2 separate regions of the Zea mays genome follow, and region 1 is linked to region 2. The links are chromatin contacts, called in public Hi-C maps. All regions are on one chromosome and are shown on one strand. The core of a region is the stretch at or near the end of the contact, and the rest is flanking DNA. Distances in the headings are between cores, read along the strand shown.

What was found. Hi-C and Micro-C count contacts between places; a contact is called where the count stands out from the background.
Region 1: a contact with region 2 is called in a Hi-C map of leaf, with 2.5 times the contacts expected there. The contact joins the promoter of LOC100278888 here to the promoter of LOC103654412 in region 2. A contact is called at or near these places in 3 of 25 Hi-C or Micro-C datasets (ear and leaf).

The regions. Positions count from the first base shown.
Region 1 is chr4:199,305,630-199,312,323 of Zm-B73-REFERENCE-NAM-5.0, reverse strand. It overlaps LOC100278888, which reads right to left and starts at 3,090. Exons shown (of 1, transcript NM_001152019.2): 1 at 1,337-3,090. The coding sequence starts at 3,065. The coding sequence ends at 1,446.
Region 2 is chr4:198,952,554-198,959,482 of Zm-B73-REFERENCE-NAM-5.0, reverse strand. It overlaps LOC103654412 (N-alpha-acetyltransferase MAK3), which reads right to left and starts at 4,104. Exons shown (of 4, transcript XM_035967494.1): 1 at 3,772-4,104; 2 at 3,511-3,637. The coding sequence starts at 3,981.

The DNA.
Region 1 (6,694 bases), core at 1,841-4,340, 350 kb before region 2:
ACCGAGACCGCCTTTCTTCCCTTTTGCCGTCCCCGACGTGATCTGGTTGCTAAGGCGAAACCCCACGACCGCGCGCTCACCCGCGAGCGAGGATGCTAGCAGTGATCACTCGCGGCGGTTTCCCTCAAGCTCCCACGGCAGCGCCCACAGCGTGATTCCCGGAGGGTGACGAACGCGCGTGATGGTCACCGGGGCACGGAAGCTAGGATTTTGTACTCCCCAGGCGAGAGTAGGGGCTGAGGTCAACGCCGAAGCGAGATTGGCGCCAACATGCACGGGGAAGGTTTATTGCGCTCGAACGATTTGAGGGGAGAGGATGGTCATGATAACCCTAGGTGAAATTTGTGTTCAAAGTTTGTAATTTTCAGGTTTCGTTTATTCATCCCTCTATGTGACTTTCACTTAGCTTGGTTAAAAAACGACAAGTCGGTTCCTATTTTTGGAGTGGGATCTGGGGGTCAAAGGAGATTTATCTAAATTTTAAGAAAAAAGTTTGTCGGTAATGGCAAGGATAGTAGTTTTTGGCTTGATAGATGGCGTGGTGATGTTCCTTTTGCTGGTAAACTCAAAAGGTTATTCGATCTCTCCATGGACAAGAAGATTTCTGTGAATAGAGCTCTTATGGTAACTGTGATAATTTGTACTTCAGAAGGAGGTTAAGAGATGTTACTTTGTTCGACACTATCAGGAACCGCTGCAGTTCTTAGGGGCTCTCTGAAAAGGATGAAAGAACTATCTGGCTTCTGGGTGAAAAGGGTTTCACAGTCAAGTCCGTGTTTTCACAGTTAAGAAGTAATTCGGTTAAAGTGCCATACAAACTTATGTAGAAAATTAAGATTCCACAAAAAAAATAATAGTGTTCTTATGGCTAATTCTGAAAAACAAAATCCTCACTAAAGAAAATCTTAAGAAAAAGCAATGTCAGGGTCTGTTAGCTGCTGCTTTTGTGGTCTTTTGGAATCAACTGCTCATCTCATTTTTTTGAGTGCCCGTTGGCTAAATATATTTAGAGAGTGATGCAAATTGCTTTAAACTCAATTCCAAATGATGTAGATTTGTTGTTTGGAGATTGGTTACATAGCTTTGATAAAGATTCCATAAATCTGGTTATTTTAGGATTTGGTGTTGTTCTTTGGGCAATATGGAAAACCAGGGATGATGCTTGTTTTCATTTTAAAATGATTCAACATCCTACTAATATTGTCTTTTTATGTTGTTCCATTACTTAATCTTGGACGGATTCATGCGATCGTGGACGCGCACGGATTCGATGGACAAGCAAACGATCACGCTCCAGACGCCATCATTCATATGGATTGTATAGGAGGAGCCAGCAAGGAAAAATCATAGGGTTTCTTGTAGTTGCAGGCAAAAAAAAGAAAAAACAGAGGGCGACACCCGGTCTGTGTGACGGCGGCAAAACGCCTTTTTTGTTTTTTGCCCCGTTAATTCTGGCTGTAGTATGGCAGCACGGTGTAGACCGTCTGCACGACGGTGAGGACAAGCAGGAAGACGGCGGCGGCGGCGGACATGCTGGTCCACGGGTTGCTGAAGTAGTCGTGCACCAGCACGGCGCGGTGCCTGTTCCAGCTGCGCCCACAGTACTCCAGGACGTCGCGGAACAGGTCGGCGTAGCAGTTGTTGACGAACTCGGGCGGCGGGCACAGCTCGCCCAGGTGCGCGTAGAACGCCGCCGTCTCCTCGTCCCCGCGCACGAACACGCCGGCCCGCTGCAGGACCTCCACGTCGCGCCGCGCGTCCACCACGGACGCCATCAGCAGCACGTAGCTCACCAGGCGCTGCAGCTCCCACCGGCCCCGGCTCTGCTCGTACGCCAGCAGGTTCGCGAAGATGGCGTGGTTCGTGTAGCTCTCCACGGCCGGGATCTCCAGCGCGCCGCTGCGGCGGTCGAAGGTCACGTCCACCATGCTCCGCGGCGACTTCTTGGCGCGGAACGTCACCCCGGAGTCCTTCAGCTCCGACGCCGGCGGCAGCTGCCACGGCATGCGCTCATCCGCAGACGTGGACATCAGTTCCTCGAGCGCCTCGCCGTCTTCCTTGTCCTTGCTGCCCGTGCCGCTCCCGTCCCGGTCCTCCGGTGGTAGGAACCAGTGGTAGTAGAGATGCAGCAGGTGGTGGATCTCACCGTCGGGGGGCCGCGTGCTCTCGGGGTCCCGCGGGCCGACGCACATGTCCACGGTGAGGTAGTTGACGAGGACGTTGGTGACGAAGTAGTCCCGGCCGAGCCCGCCCGTGGCCAGGTCGTAGAAGCGCTCGAGCACGAAGAAGGGGAGCTGGTTCTCGAGCAGCAGCATGTCGTTGTACACGTTCTGCATCGCCCACGAGGCGTCGATGAGCGCGTCCTCCGCGCTCTCCTGCCCCTTGAGGAAGAACTCCACCAGGAAGCAGCCGTCCAGGAGGAGCATCTCGGCGAACTCGGCCGCGGGCAGCAGCACGGGCTCCGCGTACCGGCGGCGCGCGGAGGCCTCCATCGAGCGCGCGGCGCGGGCGTACGAGGCCAGCGTCGCGCCGCCGGGGCGGGCCAGAATGTCGCGGAGGTACCGCCACTTGTGCTCCTCCATGGCGGCGAGGTGCCGGCCGGCGCCACGGTGGAAGGGCCCGATGGAGATCATCTGCGGCTCGTAGAGGTGCCGGTTGCGGTCGCGCATGGGCCCCGCCACGCGGAAGATGGTGAACGGCTCGCTCTCGTGCGCATTCCCGGGCAGCGCCGCCAGGCGCCGTCCCATGCGCGCCGCCATGTCGTCGGCCTCCGCGTCGTCACCAATCTCCTCCTCTTCATCCTCCCCCTCCACGGCGCTGCTCTCGTCCAGCCGGCGCTGCACGGACGCGGACAGCTCGTCCCCTTGTACGTCGCCATCGTCGTTCATCTTCACGTCGGCGTCGGCGAGTGCCCTGTGGCTCTCATCCGTGCCACTGGCAGCATCCACGAGGGTGCTGCTCTCGTCGGCCGCAGCACCGCCGTGTTCTCCCGGCGTGGCGGCGACAACCGGTCCGGGACTGTGGTTGTTGGGCACTAGTAGGGGCTTCATTAGAGGAGAGTCCATGAGTGACACAAGAACAAGATGACCGTCACATGAGACGGGACAGGTTAGAAATGCTAGACGACATTTTATATCTGGGTCCTTTGTACAGGGGCTCTCATTTTTGTACTATTGTCTAGTCAACATGAGATGTTGTCATTGTTTGACTATAGGATATTTATGGTGCCTGATTTTTTTATTATTATTCAATCAAAAAGCAATGCTGTCATCGTCGTTTGACTGTAACATTTATGGTGTTTAATTTTTCATTATTATTCAGTCAATATGTAATGTTGTCAATTGTTGAAGTATATATAGAAAAAAAATAAAAGTTCTCTTGTAAATTATATTTTTAATTATACTAGTTGTTTGTCTAAATTTATCATATAAAACATCAGGCACCTAAAATATAAAACTCTAGTATTTATATCTATACTTATATCTATATCTATGTCCACATTTAATCAATTATATATCTACAAATATAACTATACACTTATATAATATTAAATAAAAAATCTCTAAATTTTCGTCCTGCACTCTCTCACCAATTCTTGTACTGGACAGTTTTTAAGTAAATAATAATACATGTTGAATTAGAGCTAGTAATCAAAGATGGCCATGAGATGAGGCAGGACACGTTAAACGACACAATAATAAATGCTATAGATATATGTATAGATATACATTTACCTATAATCTTTGTCTAACTATTTCTATCTCCATTCCTAATCTCTTGTATTAAAGAGGCTAAGATTTTTTTATATTTCTCTATCTCTAATATTAAAGAGGCTAATATTTCTATATATATATATATATATATATATATATATATATATATATATATATATATATATATATATATATATATATCTAATCCCTAATAATAAAGAGCCTGAGATTTCTAGATATATTTGGATATATCTATAATATCTATATCTAACACCTAATATTAAATATGCTAGTATATTTTTGTCTTTCATCACCCACAAGTGTCCGATCTATATCTTATCTATTATGCGTCTCCAACTATAACTATGTACTTATATAATATGAAAATAAAAAAATCTGTAAATTTCGGTCCCGGACTCTCTCACCAATTATTATTCTTGGCGGTTTTTAAGTAAGAGTAATAATACATGATGAATTAGAGATAGTATTCTTGACTGGTTTAATCTTACATGCATTTTGTTCCGTAACAAAAAGATGGCCATCAGATGAGGCCCAATAAAAATGCTATAGATATATATTTACCTTAATTTCTATCTCCATCTCTATTCCCTAGTGTTAAAGAGGCTAAGAGTTTTTATATATCTCTATCTCTAACATTAAAGAGGCTAAGATTTCTAAATATATCTATATCTCTAATATTAAAGAGGCCGAGATTTCTAGATATATCTATAATATATATCTCTAACACCTCATATTGACGATGCTAGTATCTTTTTTGTTTTTCATCACCCACAATTGTTCGATGAGGACCCAATCTCTTTCCTTAGCATACAAGTCTGAGGTACCGTGTCCAAACATGTACGAAATGTGATTGCAAAGTGATCTTCAAATGAATTATTAAAGACATGTCGTGTAATAGTTGCAACTCATGTGTATATTTGCTAGTATAATATTATTAAATCTATACTATACTTAAAGTATCAGTTTCAACGGTCGTCCCGCGTCATCTTTTTACAAATAAGCTCTCACAGTTATTTCAAATTAATCCGTTGCACGCCTATAGATGGCCAAACGGCGGCCCGGCACAGGCCAGACGCACACGAGCCATAACTATGGTCCAGACACGTCATGTCGGTCTGCTGACTGTGCAGGACCAGCTCGTTAGCCCGTCGGCTCATTTAATTAAATCAGCGTAAAATGTTAAAAAAACGATGCAGGAGGTGGGGTTCGAACCCATGCCCTGATGTAAGGACGGGAGACACTGGATGAAGTTGTCTAACCAGCAGAACATCATGCACAGATGTTTTTAATATTGAATATAAATTGTATATATGTATATACGTTTTTTAAAAATAAAAAATATAACTGTGTCGGGCCGAGCCAGCACTACGGGTCGAGGCTACAGCCCAAGCACGGCACGACGTTCTTGGCTCTTGCAAGCATTAGGTCGTTTCTGAGACCACATTGGTGCAATGGACTACATGGTGTTTCAGGTTGCTGAATTGGGTGGAGCAACAATGATTCGTCACACTAACAGTAAAATGAAAGGTTATTTGTTGGTTTTAAACATTAGTAATTGCCACAAAGTAGCATAATTTATATGGAGCGCATCCAGTTTTTATTGATGCCTGACTTTAGCGATCACTCCATATTTTGATCTATTTTTTATAAGTTTGGCTTCATGTGACTTATTTTAGAAACTTGAGCTCACAAACTTTCTCTTATTTTGTCTATGTATGTCATTTTATAATCTCTGTTCATTGAGTCAGTCGTTGTGAACTCTTTTCTAATCGCTCACTTTATTGGTCGTGTTGTATAAAGACATATTGCTTGGAGTAAACAATAACATCAGTTAGCCAAATCAAAAAATATTATTCAGAGAGCGGAGACAATCAATAAAAAATCTTGAATTTTTTTTATGGATAGTTTACGTACGTATTGTTATAAGCCGTCGCAACGCACGGGAACCGACTAGTAAGATAATAATATTCCTCTAAATTTTCTCCATTCACTCCCTTAAGTGATCCTTTTTTTTCGGGTGGTTTTAGATTTTACTAAGAGCAGTAGTATGCATGATGAATTAGGGATAAGAGTGATGGGTTTAAACTTGCACGTGTATTGTTTGTAATGGGTTTCTCTTGTGAGTGGGTGTACCGTCTACGTGAACATTGTTTGTTTGGAATTATAATCTATTTAGACTACATAATCTAATTTATTTTGAACTAAATGTTAGTTTAAAATAAGTTAGATTATATAATCTATTCAAATTATAATCTCAAACAAACAAGCTTGTGGTTTCCAAGAACATGTTTCCATCAATTGTCCGGACAAAAGAACATACTAATCTGTTTCTTCTATGACCTCACGTGCTTGAAGCTTGATCCACCCTGCACATGCATGTCTCATGTGCAAACAATTGTTTAGCACTCGGTTGATTTAATTATGTCCACCAAAGTGAAGATGCAAGTACAATCTCACACAATAAGTAATAAGTATATAGTTGTAGTCAGAGAATTATACTTCCAACGTTGCCTTTATACACGTTATTCTCCTATTTTGGTATTGAATAAACAATAATATTTTTGGTATTGTTTATCAGTGTTTAGAGCTCAATTACATGGACTAAAACTCTCTTGTTTGTTCAGTCAGGTTTCGCCGCTGCGTGGGAACAGGAGCCGCCTTGTTTAGACCATTGGGAACAACAGCAGAGACTGCGTCTTTTATGGGCAAACGCCATCGAAAATTCTGTGACGAAGACTAGCAACGGTAAGCAATTCAACGGAGCAGGCGCAAGGCTTGAGAAAGCCTGGGCGCAAGGCGACAAGGGCATTGAATTGTCCAACAGCTTTGTAGACATCACTTAGCCTTGATCGCTAAGGAAACGAGTCATGAGCTGGGCTGGAGAATTCCAAACAGAAGCTTGTTTGGTTTGGTATAGCAAGTGAGTCATGAGCTGCGCGGTGAGCACCAACAGACCACCA
Region 2 (6,929 bases), core at 2,855-5,354:
TCATTGCCCCAAGAGACTTAACCTCCCTTCCGCAGTCCTACACTCATGATGAGATTGACAAAGTGGTCAAGGAAATGCCAGCAAATAAAGCACCTGGTCCAGACGGCTTTAACGGTGCCTTTTACAAGAGTTGTTGGGAAATCATTAAGCATGACATATACCAATTGTGTGATAAATTTTTCAGTGGCCAAGTTCAGTTGACTGCTCTTAACAGCTCTTTCATAACCCTGATCCCCAAAGTCAGCAACCCAACAACTATTGGAGACTACAGAACAATTTCCCTTAGCAGTTCAGCACTTAAAATCATCACAAAGCTTATGGGAAACAGTCTCCAAAAGATTATTATACCCTTGGTCCACACTAACCAATATGGGTTCATTAAATCTAGAGCAATTCAAGATTGTTTGGCGTGGGCCTTTGAATACATTTATCAATGTCAGAAATCAAAGCATGAATACATTATCTTGAAGATTGACTTTATGAAAGCCTTCGACACCATAGAACACAATACAATCAAGATGATTATGAGGCAACTTGGGTTCCCTAATTATTGGATTAATTGGGTCACGGAGATATATTCTACAGCAACATCTGCAGTGCTGCTCAATGGAGTCCCGGGGAAGAACTTACAGCAAAAAAGGGGTGTTAAGCAAGGAGACCCTCTCTCACCGCTACTTTTTGTTCTCGTAGCAGACCTGTTACAATGCATCATTAACAAGGCTCATCAACTTGGCTTCCTTCAGCTCCCCTTGCCGCCCAGAGATGGGGCTGGATTTCCGATTATACAATATGCCGATGATACAATTATTGTCATGAAAGCCTCACAAAGGTAGCTTTTCTGCTTAAAAGCTTTGCTCGAGAGTTACGCCCTATCAACAGGGCTAAGAATCAACTACGCAAAATCCTGTTTAGTTCCTATCAACACTGACAGTAAAAAAACTGAACTTCTTGCTGGTCCCTTTGGTTGCAAGATTGAATCTCTTCCCTTTACATATTTGGGGCTACCGATGGGGACAACAAAGCCAAGGGTTGAACACTATGGACCCATTATGAGCAAGATTGAAAGGAGGTTGACCTCCATCTCTTCTATGTTGTCACATGCGGGGAGACTTCAACTTGTCAACTCTGTCCTCTCGTCTCTGCCAACATACGCCATGTGCACCTTACAAGTTCCAGCTGCGGTCTTGGAGTACATTGACACAGCCAGACGCCACTGTTTGTGGCGTAATTCTGATAGCAATGCAAAATCTAAGCCTCTGGTGGCTTGGAATAAATGCACACGACCGAAGAAAAAAGGTGGTCTGGGGGTCATCAACCTAAGAAGCCAGAACTCGTATCTCTGAATGAAATTTCTTGACAAGCTCTACAACAAGAAACAAATCCCTTGGGTTAACCTGGTTTGGAATACCTACTACTCTGACGGCAAGACCCCTCATGCATCCAAGTTCATGGGCTCGTTTTGGTGGAGAGACGTCCTTAAACTTTGTGATCTCTTCAGAGGAATCTCCAACTGTAAGGTTGGAGATGGTAAAACTGTTCTATTTTGGCATGATTTATGGAATGACAACATCCGCAGAAACAAGTTTCCAAGGCTTTTCACCTTCGCAAAAAATCAAAGCATTTCGGTTGCTTCCTTTTTGACTCAGGAGAACTTGACAGACAATTTCCACTTACCCCTTACTGAGCAAGCAAACACCGAGCTGCAACAGCTCCTGGATGAAGTGCAGCAAATTCAAGAATCAGTGATTGAACCAGAAGAGAAAGACTCTTGGAGTTATATTTGGGGGAATAGCACCTACTCGTCAACTAAACTTTACCACTACACTTTCAAAAATGTGAATCCTCCAAAACCATTTGTCTGGATCTGGGAGTCCAGATGTTCAAACAAGCTTAAAGTCTTCACCTGGCTGCTGTTGATGGACAGGCTGAACACCAGAAACATCCTAAAGAGAAAGAACTTTAAGGTTCAAGGCGACAACTACAGTTGTGCTCTTTGTCAACTTCAAAGAGAAGAAACTGCCTTCCATTTGTTCTTCAATTGCCCTTTCAGCCAAGACTGTTGGAGACATCTGAATATTCAGTGGAACCACCAGATTGACTTCTTTGCAACCTTTCAACAAGCCAGAGACTTGCACGGTTCACCATTCTTTATGGATAGGGATGGCAATTTAATCCGTGGATTTGGATATCCGTCGGATATCCGACCCGACGGATAAGGATATGGATATGTTTTTTGACCCGCGAATTAGACCCGTATCCGATCCGGGATAAAGTGGTGGCATGGATTTGGATATTAAATCTCACCCGCGGGTAATCCGTTGGATATCCGAAATTAACCATTAGTCCATTATTGCCAGGATGAACATGATTCTACTATCATTGACTAAAAAATTCAAACACAGCTACTATAGCGCTAGCTCAAGTGCTCAACACTACACTCGGATCGGATCAATATTGATTGTCATGTATTTGTTTTCATGTTGAGACATGTAGACATGTATTTTTGTCATGTTGAGAATGTTGCTTGTTGAAGGACATGTATATTTGTTAAAAAATTTATTAAATTTTAAGTTGTGTATGATGTTGAATTGGGAAGAAATTTGATTAATTATGTTATTCAATTGCTGAAAATGGTTCTTTACCATATCCGATGGATATCCAATGGATATCCGAAACCCGATGGGCATGGATATGGATATGAATTTCTACCCGTGGATATAGTCACGTGCGGATATTATCTATGACCGTGGATATGTCTGCGGGCGGATATTTCCAATATCCGATCCGAATCCGACCCGTTGCCATCCCTATTTATGGAGGTCTTTATCATAGCAGCTTGGCAAATCTGGAAGCAAAGAAACAATTTTATCTTTGACAGGGGACGACCATCTTTCATTGGCTGGAAAAAAGAATTCCGCGCCGAAGCTCTTCTGCAAGCTAATCGCTTTTCTGAAGAGAAATCAACTCTTTTCTCCTCGCTTGTGAATTCCTATAGATAGCAGATAGTTCTTTTCCCTGTGCTTTAGTTAGTTTCCTTCTGGTTTATGTCTTGGGAGCGACTGCTAATGCTCTTTGTCCGTCTTCTTTATATTAATAAATATCTACCACAGCGGGGGCTTCCCCTGTTGTACATTTTCAAAAAAAAAGAAGTAAAGCATATATGTGCCTGTTAATGTTGAAAACCAAGGAAGCGGAATACATTTACACAGAAAATGAGGATTCTTTCTGGCACAATTGGGCTACAATTTTTTTCTATCTAGTTGCAAAGTTACGAATTTGTGATATAGTTGGACAACGCAAGTTGGACTTGCACAACACAAGCAAGTTGGTACAACGCATTAATTGATCTGTTTGTGTGCAGATAATTGAAAAGCGCATTAAGGTTTCTGCAGTTTAGTAGGTAATCGACCTATCTGGGCACGAGCATTCCTTGTCTAGAAACGATATAGAACAGAGCTGACAGCAATTCAATCAAGAGCCAAAAGCATCAGTAACTAAGAAGTGCGTCACCTATTCCCCTCCCTCGGTAGGGCTTGAGGACGACGAGCATGGCGATGTAGCCCCTGAATGCACCCCTATGCTCCCCCATCTTGCACACGACTGTCCCCACGCACTTGCCATCCCTGGCATCGAACGCCTGCGTCGCCACCCATCACGTTTCCATCCAAGACGAAGAACCAGGAGAGCGTCAAATCCGGCACGACCACGACGCGATACGAGAGGGATGGAGGGGAGAGGTGTGGGCAGATAGAGAAGGGGAGGCCCGCGTACCAGGAAGGTGAGCTGCGGCCAGAGGTAGACGAAGTAGCGGTAGGTGAAGATGGAATAGGGCTCGCTGAGCTCCTCGTCCACCAGCGACATCACCAGCGGCAGATGCTGCTCCCCGCCATAGCTCACGTAAGTGATCTCCACGCCCTCCTCCGCACCCCCGCTTCCTTCACCGGCGTTGGCGGCGGCGGCGGAGGAGGAGGCCGACGACATCGCCGCCGTTGTGTGAAAAACTGAATACGTAAACGACGTATCGAAGGCGCAAAACTCGATACATCTCGGTCTGTTAGGCCTGGGCCTTGCTCGCCGCAGAAACCATCGCGGGAGGCCCACCAGGTACGGTCGTGCACAACACCTTTTTTATTTCTACATTTAAAAATATTTCAAATTTTCAAAATATACCTCGAAACTGAAATATTGCTGAAATGGGTGTTTGTCACCCTATCAATGGACAGCAGAGACACATTATGTTGTGGTTTCTGGAATCGAGGGACAATAAGATTTATGTTCAGTAGGGATGCTAGCGCGGACTCAATCCGAATGGTGAGCTACGGGGGGCTCGAAGGTGGATTCTGAGACGAGTGGGTTATACTGGTTCAGCCCAGAGCCCTAGTCTAGTGCAGTGACAATAGTATTGCTTGAAGCGTGTTACAGTTTGGTGCTTGTGTGAAGCTGTGGGATGTGTATTGGATGATGGGGGTTGTCTTGCCCTTTTATATCTCAAGGGTAGACGTTACAATGAGAACTTGTATTCTATTGTGATGGAGTTTGGCATCCTGCTTCTAGGCCTCGTATCCCCTATGGTGTCGTTTGATGGGTCGTGCTTCTGGGCTTTGTAGCCCCTATAGAATCGTTTGTTGGGTCGTGCGTCGTCGTACCTGTGGTATGGTGTCGCGTCTATTGGGGGTCTTCTTCTCCGCTGAAGGTCTCAAGATATAAACACCTTCGGCAAAATACCACGAGAGGCCTGCCCCACTTCCGTCGAAGGTCCCCAAAACAAAGACCTCGGAAGGAAGCAGCAACGCAGAACGCTGAAGGTCAGTAGCTTCGGCTCACATCAAGTAAAGAAGGAAAAGACTAGATAGACCCTGCTAGTTCAAGTTGCTTATAGACAAATGTTCAAGGGCATGAATGTAATTTTACCCAGGCTGCGTCTCGTGTCTATAAATAGATGAACAGTAACACTGTACTGTTCACACTAGATTGTAATCACTCTCCCGCATTCACGTCTTCAAGCAAGCCAAAGGTATCAATGTAACATTAATACTGTTAAATATTCATTTATGTTTTATGGAATACAAATATGAATGAATTTATGAGATGCAGTTATCATCTTTATCCTTTCGCATTCATATTCACGTATTAAATAATGAAGGTATGTCCCTTTTGACCTTCGTCTAATGAGTATTATACCCATGTGGAGATAATGCTTCAGAAGACGAAGGTCCTCTTTCATAGCATTTGAGAACAAGTGACCAACATTGGCGCCCACCTCTGGTAAACTCACTTCCACGATTGCAACAATGGCTTTGCAGAACAACCAAGTTGTGACACCTTCGGCTACGAAGCTGGTGCTCCCAATCACAGGCAGCTCAAGTTCTAAACCAGGCAATAAGAAGCAGAAGAAGGAAGCATAGAGAAGGGTACAACATGTTGGAGTGCAAGGACCCTTTATCAAGTCCAAGTGGTCTCATGTACCAATCACCTTCTCCTAGGAAGATCTTCAACTCAAGGATTATACTCACAATGATGCAATGATTATATCTTGTGTCATCAAGGGGTTCCTGGTCCACAATGTCGTAGTAGACACGGGCAGTGCGACAAACATCATCTTTGCGAAGGCTTTCAGGCAAATGCAAAAGCAGGATGACAAGATACATGATGCAACACACCCCCTCTGTGACTTCGGAGGAAGACGGATTGTGGCACTCGACAAGATAACTATGCCGATCACCTTCGGCTATGTTCACAATACAAGGACAGAGCAGGTTGTCTTCGACATTGTCGATATGGAGTATCCCTACAATGCAATCATTGGTCGAGGGACGCTAAACGCCTTCAAAGCAATACTTCACCCAGCATATTTGTGCATGAAGATACCTTCTGACCAAGGGCCTATCGTTGTGCATGGGAGCCAAGAGGCTGCCAGGAGAGCCGAAGGGAACTAGATAGATTCGAAGGCCATCCATAACATAGATGAAGCCGAAGCTCATCAACAATATAAACATAAAAGAGACAAGGCTGCTTCAGCAGATCAACCAAAGATCTTTGTTGAAATTCCTGTTCAACAACAAGAATGTTTTTGCGTGGTCAGCCAATGATCTTTGTGGTGTCAATAGAGATGTCATTGAGTACTCACTCAATGTAGACCTGGCCATCAGGCCAAGAAAGCAGAAGCTTCGGAAAATGTTCGATGATAAAGCCGAAGGTGCATGAAACGAAGTCAAAAGGCTACTAAGTGTCGGTGTTATCAGAGAAGTAACATACCCAGAATGGCTGGCCAATACTGTGATGGTGAAGAAAGCTAATGGAAAGTGGAGAATGTGCATTGACTTCACAGATCTCAATAAGGCATGCCCGAAGGATAAATTCCCATTGCCAAGAATAGATTCTCTTATGGATGCAGCGGCTACTTTAGAGCTCATGAGCTTATTGGATTGCTTCTTAGTTTATCATCAAATCTGGATGAAGGAGGATGAACCTAAGACAAGCTTCATAACACCTAGTGGGACTTACTGCTACCTTTGGATGCCTGAGGGGCTCAAGAATGCTGGAGGAAACTTCAGCAGAATGACTGCCAAAGTTCTTAACTCTCAGATTAGCAGGAATGTTCTAACGTATGTTGATGACATCATAGTGAAAAGCACGAAGCAAGAACATCATGTTGCTGATTTACAAGAAACATTTGCTAATTTCAGAAGAGTTGGTCTCAAGCTAAATCCAGAAAAATGTGTCTTTGGAGTGAAGAAGCAAAAAGTTCTTGGTTGTTTGGTATCAACAAAGGGGATCAAAGCCAATCCAAGTAAGATAGAAGCTATACTTCGGATGGAGCCCCCGAAGTCACAAAAGGTGCTCAGAGGTTGATAGGAGGGCTGGCATCATTGAATAGATTTATTTCAAGATCAGCAGAGAGGAACTTGCCATTCTTCAAAGTGCTGAAA